3 separate regions of the Sus scrofa genome follow, and all the other regions are linked to region 1. A link is a contact called in public Hi-C data. All regions are on one chromosome and are shown on one strand. Each heading gives the region's core, a stretch centred on a gene start, on an enhancer-like site or on the middle of the called end of the contact. The rest is flanking DNA. Distances are from core to core; before and after follow the strand shown. Region 1 overlaps DOCK7 (dedicator of cytokinesis protein 7). Region 2 holds the start of ATG4C (autophagy related 4C cysteine peptidase). Region 3 overlaps DOCK7 (dedicator of cytokinesis protein 7).

Region 1 (2,924 bases), core at 124-2,623:
AGTATTGTTCAAAATTCCTCATTCTGAGGTATTATTCTAAATAATAGGAGAAAATCCTGGCATAGTAACACCTTACAACTTTAGAGGACAAGGGCTTAGGGCAGGATGTATTATGAATTGACAAGTGGCCGTCTACTTGAAGTCCTTCTCACATTTATGGATTAGCAGCATTCATAGGCAGCTGCTCTAAGAGACTCAAAAATGGAAAATAAAGCAGATGAGAAGGGTCTGAAGTGGTAAGTGTCTTTTTATTATGGAAAATAGTGCAAGGAGGAGTCTAGAAAAGGCCATAGTGTTGCTTAGTTGAGGTGATAGGCCAAATTTAGCTGTGGAAACAGGGCAGTAGATCGACTTCATACAGTGACACAGACTTATAGCTATGACATTTCTCTCTCTCTCTCCTTATTCAACTGGTATATCAATTCTGCTGCTGTTTCCACAGCTATTTTTTCATTTTTTTCAGCTTGCCTACATACCCAATAAATATTTTTTGAGCATTCATCATGTTCTGGACACTGTGTTGGAGACTGGTTAACTGAACACTGCAACAAAGTGATTATAAAAACTTAATATTGCTAGAAATATTGCAGCAATGAAAAGCACTTTCTCTTGACTTTTGTATTCTGTATTTTTTAACTATTAACATATATGATTTTAAAGTATTTTTAAATAGCTAGAATATTATGTATCAGGCAAGTGCAAATTAAGAAAAAGTAGAGATTACAATTTTGATAAAATAGAATTCAAGGTACAAGTGAATGAGATACGAAGGCCTTTTTTTAAATCGATAAGATATCAATAAGATACCCACGATTGGGATATAGTAATCAAGAGTGTTTATGTATAGATTTGGAGTGTCAAGCCAAAATTATTAGAACTATGTAAAGATTTAAAAACAAAATTGGAGTTCCTGTTGTGGCTTAGTGGTTAATGAACCCAACTAGTATCCATGAGGACTCGGGTTTGATCCCTGGCCTTGGTCAGTGGGTTAAGGATCCAGCATTTCCATGAACTATGGTGTAGGTCACAGATGAGGCTTGGATCTGGTATTGCTGTGGATGTGGGGTGGGCCAGCAGCTACAGCTACAATTCAACCCCTAGCCTGGGAACCTCCCTATGCCGCAGCCCTGAAAAGACAAAAAGACAAAAAATAAATAAAACTAAAATTAAATCCATTTGTTGGTTTTAAGGACATTTGTTCTGTTTGTTGACAAGCAGGGACGTTATCTGTTGCTTCAGGAGTATACAGCAGTAAACACTGTGGAGGAGTGAATGTCAGGTTTATTCACGTGTTTGGGAATTGACTGGGGTCAGCTGATCTAGACTGACATCTGCTGGGAAAACTGAAATGGTTCAGACCTTTTCCATGTCTCTCAATTTCCACTCTTATCTTTTTGCAAGGCTAACGTGGTTATGCTCTTGTAGCAGTGGCAGAAGTTCAAGACAGAGGGCAAGCTTATTTATGCAAATATTTTTCAAGTCTCTGTCATGTTTGCTTACTGGCTACAGGAAGTCACATGGTCAAGACTAGGAGAGGAAATTAAGTCCCACTAAACAAAAGGCACGCATACAGACCGGGAGTAAAGAACGGAGGCCATTAGTCTAATCAATTTAACAGGTTAAGTAGATGAAAATAATTGAGTTGTGAGATAATCTGAATGTATTATAAATCAGGACCATTTAAAGATCTGAATTAATTCTGTACTCAAAAGGAGAGAATATATTGTTTTAGCAACTGATGAAACATAATAATTGTATATTAGGTCCACTGAAAGAAAGCTTCATAACTCAGTAAAACTAAGAGCCATTTATAAAAGTATTAACAAAAATCTCCAACTACTTAGAAATTAAAAATCACTTTTTAAAATAATGGGATAAAATAAAAGCAATTCTGTATTCTGTTTAGAATACAGTAGTGAACAAATTGTATTTGGCTCAAAGTGAGCTCACAGATATAAAGGAGCCTTAAATATGTTCATTACAAAATGAAATAAAAAGACAGCAGTGAACTTTGTGCATTAAAAACAATAAGATGTCAAATGTAGGAGGTGTGGATTAATAAAATCCAAAGATGGACTCTTGAATAAAAGAGTAAAATAATTTTCTACTTATTTTAACTGTAAGAAAAAATATTTCCGTACATTGAAAATTTTTGTTAACTAGATATGGTTTGGTTTTTTGTTTGTCTCTTTTCCCACTGATTGAGGTCTTTTTAGAGTTTTCTTTTTGGTGTTATTATCAGCATGTCTTTTTCCTTAAGAGTAGTTTTTTCTTGTTACGTCTTTTGTTTTTCAAATTTAGCCCATGCTCTCTCTATTTTTTTTGGCTGTGCCCAGAGCACGTGGGAGTTCTTGGGCAGGGATCAACCCCATGCCACAGCAGTGACCTGAGCCACATCAGTGACAATGCTGGATCCTTAACTGTTAGGCCACCAGAAAGCTCCAGAGCTCTGTATTTTGCATTTAGTAAATCTGATGATGCAGTGTTGAAAAGAGAAATAAAAATTCAAGTGTAACAAATTTACAGGACTGTCATATATGTGTTGTGTGTGTGTGGTATATGTATATTTCTGTTTTAAATTTATTTTCTTATTTGTCTTTTTTTTTAATCTACTCCTAACTTGTGTTGATTTTACTGTGTTTTAGTGTCCTATAGTACTTTATAAACAGATAATAGGCTGTAAATAAATATATAAAATTAAAAAAATAGATAGCAATATAACTCTTAATAAAACTTGAAAACATAGAAAGAAGAAAATAAGTTGACTTTATTTATTTATTTATTTATTCTTTTTATGGCTGTGCTTGTGACATATGGAAGCTCCCAGGCTAGAGGTGGAATCGGAGCTACAGCTGAGGCATACGCCACAACCACACCAGATCTTAGCTGCATCCACAACCTGCACCACAGTTTGCAGCAATGCC
Region 2 (2,924 bases), core at 201-2,700, 130 kb before region 1:
AGGAAGTACAAAAATGTCTGTCTACACATTACTGAATAGTGTACCATGCTGTTTTACCAGATCTATCAAATATATAGAAATAGCTCATCAATAGTCACAAAAAATAAACTTTTTGATATACCTGTATTCTATTTTACAGAAAAAAAGAACATCAGTTAAGTGGTTTTTTAAACTATTTTTACTAAACTATAAAATTCCTTCTATTGGTTATTTTTTAACATTAAACAGTTCCCAAAATTTTACAGTGAAAGAATTGATAATTAATTCAATATAGCATCAGATTACTGGACTAATTAGAAACTCTTCCTCGTTCAGGGAAGACACTTTATTATTTTGCAAATTGGTATATACATAGACTTTACCTTCCAAAGCTTTTTCAATCCCTTTGGGTAATTTCAATGACTCACTAATTACAAATCATAAACAAGGGAGGAAAGGCATTCCCTTGTGTCTATCTATTAACTGATACAAAAATCATTGCACAAACCTCCACTGGGGACATATGCCTGAAGTAGGAAAAAAGAAAAAAAAAATCTCAGTTAAGATACGAAGAGCTGTAGGAGGAGGTATTCTCCACTAACGCAGGGTAGCAGCGAACCCCCTGCGAGAAAATAATCAATACAAAACGAAAATGTAAGCCAAAGAAATCTTAAGAAATATAAACTCAGTAAGTAGAGTCACGCTTAGCTAATCATTGGCGATCACTCTCCCATTCATCAGTTATCCTAAGAACGCAGATGAACCTCCAACCTAAAAAGCCCTTACATGTAGATAGAGGTGGAAGCGCTCAGGCTAAAAACCAAATAAAGTGACTGAACGTTAAGGTCTGGATGGAAAAGCATTTAGATATTCAGGCAAGTGTTATCAGAGTATGAATTAGTAAGAAGGGCCAAAAAAGGGATAAAGGAGTTAGGAATGAGAACACTGAGATCTTGAGCGTCTAATTTGTTTTCTTTCTTTTCTTTTAGATGGAGAGAAATAGGGAAGAAGTTAAATGGATGAGCTTAGGAGACAAGAGATCGTGCCTGAAACAAGAAAGAAAAGCTTCCAAAGAGAGGGCAACAGCTGCCCACAGGAAGGCTTAAGGTTTGTCAGTTCTGGATCTCAGGAAGAGTGAGGAGTCAGAAAACAAATGACACTAGACAGGAGCAGATGAGGGAGGCGCCAAATTCTGAAAGCCTACACGGTCTGCCACAGGGTCTCCAGTGAGTGCAAGGCCCCCCAAGAAACCTGGTCATTCGGGGACCAGAGACACTAAGCCCCAACCTTCTCCTGACTCCGCTAGCCTCAAGTCGACCCCTCACCGAAAACAGAACTGGAGAAGTGTAAACAATGTGTAGGAGCCACCAACCCGGGAAATGTTCCAGCTCTAGCAGCAGCCGCCAGAAGAGCTGCCAGCAAAAACGCAGACACTCCAACCTCTGCGCCGCAGCCACAGGCACCTCGAGCTTCCCGGCCACCGTAGTAAGAGGAACGCCCCACCCCCTCCTTCAAACCCAGCAGGACAGCCACTTCCGGGGCACTCAAGCTTACAGACTGGCGACAGCAATAGCAGGCGTCACCAGGCCCCTGGTTCGTTTACTTTGTCCATCCTTTTTCGCCCCGTTCACTACGTCAGACCATAAATCACCAATATAGCAAGGACAGAACCAAAGTATCCGTCTCTAAGCGGTGCCCGTGATAGACAAACTGCGTTATGCCCACCATGAGTTCCTATTGAACTGGACTTCAACTCCCAGCAGGCCATGCAATACCACGCCCCTCCCGCGCGGGACTACAAGATCCAGCATGCCCTGCGCCTCTTATTCCTCACTCCGCCCCTGACACCCGAAAACTCAAAGTGCGATTGCGGAGAATTTGTTAAATCCGTTGGACTAATGTACTCTTTTCTACCAAGCCCCACTTTGATTAAAAAAAAAAAAAAAACGGTATTCCGTCTTATCCTTTTGTGAAGTTACTCATAAACCAAGCTACAGTTGGAACTGTAGGTAAATTCTTGTAAAACATTAAGGAATATGTATACTTATTTTCCACATTCAGATTATTTTCTAGAATTGAAACCCAGGACAGTCTGCAAAGGCTTCTTACGAAATGGAAATTTCCATCCTTCCTCATAAGCGGTTTTGAGAGAAATACAAATTATTGCAAAGTTTGATCCTGTTTTGTCTTTGCAGTACCACCGGATTGTACTGGAACAAGGCTGCTAGACATGCTTCTGAATTGCATAGGAAATTATAATAAAAACTGGAAGCAAAAAATTAACATTCTGCACTACTGGACTATGGAACCATGTGGGAAAGAAAATCTTTCAGAATGCAAAGTTGAAAAGTTCAAAATTAGATTTGAGGAGTTCCTGTCCTGGCTCAGTGGTTAACGAATCCGACTAGGAAGATGAGGTTGTGGGTTCGGTCCTTGGCCTTGCTCAGTGGGTTAGGGAGCCGGCGTTGCCGTGAGCTGTATGTAGTGTAGGTCATAGATGCGGCTCAGATCCTGCATAGCTGTAGCTCTGGCGTAGGCTGGCGGCTACAGCTCTGATTGGACCCCTAGCCTGGGAATCTCCATAGGCCGCGGGAGTGGCCCTAGAAAATGCAAAAAGACAAAAAAAAAAAAAAAAAAAAAAAAAAAAAAAAAAAACTAGATTTGAAAAGGTTCTGAATTTTTTATGTGTTTAATGGTTTGAATATTATTTTCTATTAATAATTTCTATTATTAGTCTGACAAAAACAGGTAACCACAACTATTTATTTTTGTTATATGATAGGGCAACCAAATAACCAATTACACAAAGCTGTAGCAAATGTAACATTTCTTTTCTTTTTTTTTTTTTTTTTTTTTTTTTTTTGTCTTTTGCCATTTCTAGAGCCGCTCCCGCGGCATATGGAAGTTCCCAGGCTAGGGGTCCAATCGGAGCTGTAGCCTCCAGC
Region 3 (2,924 bases), core at 145-2,644, 110 kb after region 1:
GTGGAGAGGGTAGGAGATAAGGAAATGCAGGGTCTTATAAACTATAGTTAAGATTTTGGGAAAGTCAGTATTAGAAAATTTGCCTATTTAAAAGCGTGTTTATTCACATTGTAATCAGCTATATTTCAATAAAAATTTTTAAAGTGTGTTTTTGTGTTACACGTAGCAAATGTATTTCTTCTGTAATAGATAATTTTGAAGAAAAAGCACCATTGTTAGGTTTTTCTACTTGTACTGAAATAAAATGTATGAAATTAATCACATTGTGTTGTATTTCTTGTTTGCAAATATATACATAGGATATGATCCAACTGAAATAACTTTTTTTTTTTTGTCTCTTTTAGGGCCGCATGCACGGCATATGGAGGTTCCCAGGCTAGGGATCGAATCAGAACTGCGGGCCAGTGCCACAGCCACACAATGCAGCATCTGAGCCGTGTCTGTGACCTACACCATAGCTCACAGCAACACCGGATCCCTAACCCACCGAGCAAGGCCAGGGATCAAACCTGCATCCCCATGGATACTAACTAGTCAGATTCGTTTTCACTGAGCCACTGTGGGAACTCTAAATGACATTTTAAAAATGGTTTTGAAATTTGTTTGACAGAGAGAAGCCCATCTGGAAGTGCCTTTGGAAGTCAAGAAAATCTGAGGTGGAGAAAGGATATGACTCACTGGCGTCAAAACACTGAGAAGCTTGACAAGTAATATACTCTTAAATTTTATCTTACTGATAGGCTTGTTGGATTTCAAATGCAAGAGGAAAATGATTTTAGTATTATTTTAGTGTTATTTTATTAGGCATTCAAATCTTAGAAGACAAAATAGTTTTATTTTATTTTTAAATTTTAGATTTAAAAGAATTTGGGAGAAGAATTTTCATATGGTATATAGTAAAGCAAAGAGTTACACATTTTAAATGTTACTCCATTTCCCTCAATAGCCCTCCTTGGAAAATGTATTCTGCAACTTTTTTTTTTTTTTTTTTTTTTTTTTTTTAATGGTCACATCCATGGTGTTTGGAAGTTCCAGGACCAAGAATTCAATCCGAGCCATAGCTGACCTGTGCCTCAGCTATGGCAACACCAGATCATTAACCCACTGCACTGGGCCGGGGATTAAACCCTCACTTCCACAGCGGCCCAAGCTGCTGCAGTCAGATTTTTAACTCACTGCACCATAGTGGGAACTCCTTTGCAACTATTTTTAAAACATACTTTGGGTATCACTCTGAACCAAATAGCTCAAGAATGATAAAAAAAAAAAAAATAGAAAACTAATCTTTACCCTCTTAGAGTTTAAAATATAAAGAAAGACAAACAGTACAAGTGTTCCACTTCTAGCACAGAGGTAAACTAGGTCCACTGACTGACCCCACTGCCAAAAACAACTAAAAAGGCGCTTTTATGAGTCCAGGATCCTAAAGGACTGCATCTTCAGCATAAAGGGACCTGGAAATAAACCCTTCTCACTGCCCAGGTGACCACAGGTAAAATTGCTTGGCTTGGAGCTTGGCATTGTGTCAAGGGGCTAAACTTTGCCTGAGCATTTGCAATTTCGAGTTAGCCCTCAGGTACCTTGATTGGCCAAAAATTCTTTGAGAAGATGATGACCCATTTATTTGGGTTTGCCTAGTACTCCTACTTTTTGCAGTGACTGTCCCATCCCAGGGAACCCCTCAGTCCTGTCCTGAAGTGATCCAGGATAATTGATCACCCTCCCTGAAAATCAGCTTCAGCTTGGGCTTTAGAGGATTCTCACAGAATATTAGCTCTCAGACAGTAAAACTGTGAAACACAGGAAGCAAGGCCCTGCGCGAGCCAGCAGAGGGGAAAGCAGCAGACTCAGTACCATTAGATGAGTTTGGAATTCTCAGAAACTGCTTAGTCTTTTTAGGCTGCTTTGACACAATAGCACATACTGGGCCACGTTTAAAAACAGAAATTCATTTCTCACCGTTGTGGAGGCTGGGACGTTCAAGATTGCGGCAGATTTGTTGTCTGGTGAAGGCCTTCTTCTAGGTTACAGACTTCTTACTGTGTCCTTTTATAGTGAAAGGGCAAGCAAACTCCCGTGGACCTCTTTTATAAGAGGCTCTAATCCCATTCATGAGGACTCCGCCCTGATTACCTCACTACCTTCCAAAGGCCTCGCCTTCTGATACCATTACTTTGGGCACTAGATTTTCAACATTGGAAGAGGGACACATCTTCAGACCAGAGCAAATACTGAATATACTATAACTATGTTGAAATTCTTTTTTGTTTTGTTTTTGTTTTTGTTGTTTTTTAGGATAGCACCTGTGGCATATGGAGGTTCCCAGGCTAGGGGTCAAATCAGAACTACAGCTGCTGGCCAATGCCACAGCCACAGCAATGCAAGATCCAAGCCGAGTCTGCAACCTGCACCACAACTCATGGCAACTCCAGATCCTTAACCCACTGAGCGAGGCCAGGGATCGAACCTGCAACCTCATGGTTCCCAGTCGGATTCATTTCTGCTGTGCCACAATGGGAACTCCAGAATTCTTAAGTTTTAAGTGTCTGCTTTTCAGTCCTCTTTGTCCTTTTCCATGTCTTTTATTTTTCCACATGCGTTATATATGTTAGAAATCACAAAGCTCCCAGATACTATGATTAATGTATTGTTGTATTTCGGCACTCATGTTGTGTGTTCTCTTTGCTTATCTTACTACGTTTTAAGGAAGGCTTTTTTTTTGTGGGGAGGGGATATTTTTCTGATTCTTTTTGTTTAAATCATTTTTTTTTCATCATTGTTCTTCACAAAATCTCCCTGGGATTTTTAGTTTGTTTCTTTTTGGTTTTGGTTTTTTTTTTTTTGTTTTTTTTTGTTTTATTTCGTTCTGCTTTTTAGGGCTACACATGCAGCTTATGGAAGTTCCCAGACTAGGGGTTGAATCG

What was found. Hi-C and Micro-C count contacts between places; a contact is called where the count stands out from the background.
Region 2: a contact with region 1 is called in a Hi-C map of liver, with 3 times the contacts expected there. The contact joins the promoter of ATG4C here to the enhancer-like site in region 1. A contact is called at or near these places in 1 of 5 promoter capture datasets (liver), 22 of 47 Hi-C or Micro-C datasets (adipose tissue, alveolar macrophages, embryonic fibroblasts and 11 more) and 2 of 2 datasets of contacts at active chromatin or transcription factors (alveolar macrophages and skeletal muscle).
Region 3: a contact with region 1 is called in a Hi-C map of liver, with 9 times the contacts expected there. The contact joins two enhancer-like sites. A contact is called at or near these places in 2 of 47 Hi-C or Micro-C datasets (embryonic fibroblasts and liver).

The regions. Positions count from the first base shown.
Region 1 is chr6:149,816,983-149,819,906 of Sscrofa11.1, forward strand. The region is part of intron 12 of DOCK7 (dedicator of cytokinesis protein 7); the gene reads left to right. Among named protein-coding and RNA genes, the nearest start is that of ANGPTL3, 27 kb to the right of the region's middle. Within about 2 kb of position 1,374, at least 2 of the 83 cell types and tissues checked have an H3K27ac peak or open chromatin away from gene starts, as enhancers often do. A contact at or near this core is called in liver, where this site is marked.
Region 2 is chr6:149,690,464-149,693,387 of Sscrofa11.1, forward strand. It overlaps ATG4C (autophagy related 4C cysteine peptidase), which reads right to left and starts at 1,451. Exons shown (of 11, transcript NM_001190284.1): 1 at 1,352-1,451.
Region 3 is chr6:149,923,552-149,926,475 of Sscrofa11.1, forward strand. It overlaps DOCK7 (dedicator of cytokinesis protein 7), which reads left to right. Exons shown (of 48, transcript XM_021096551.1): 33 at 611-707. Among named protein-coding and RNA genes, the nearest start is that of USP1, 61 kb to the right of the region's middle. Within about 2 kb of position 1,395, at least 3 of the 83 cell types and tissues checked have an H3K27ac peak or open chromatin away from gene starts, as enhancers often do. A contact at or near this core is called in liver, where this site is marked.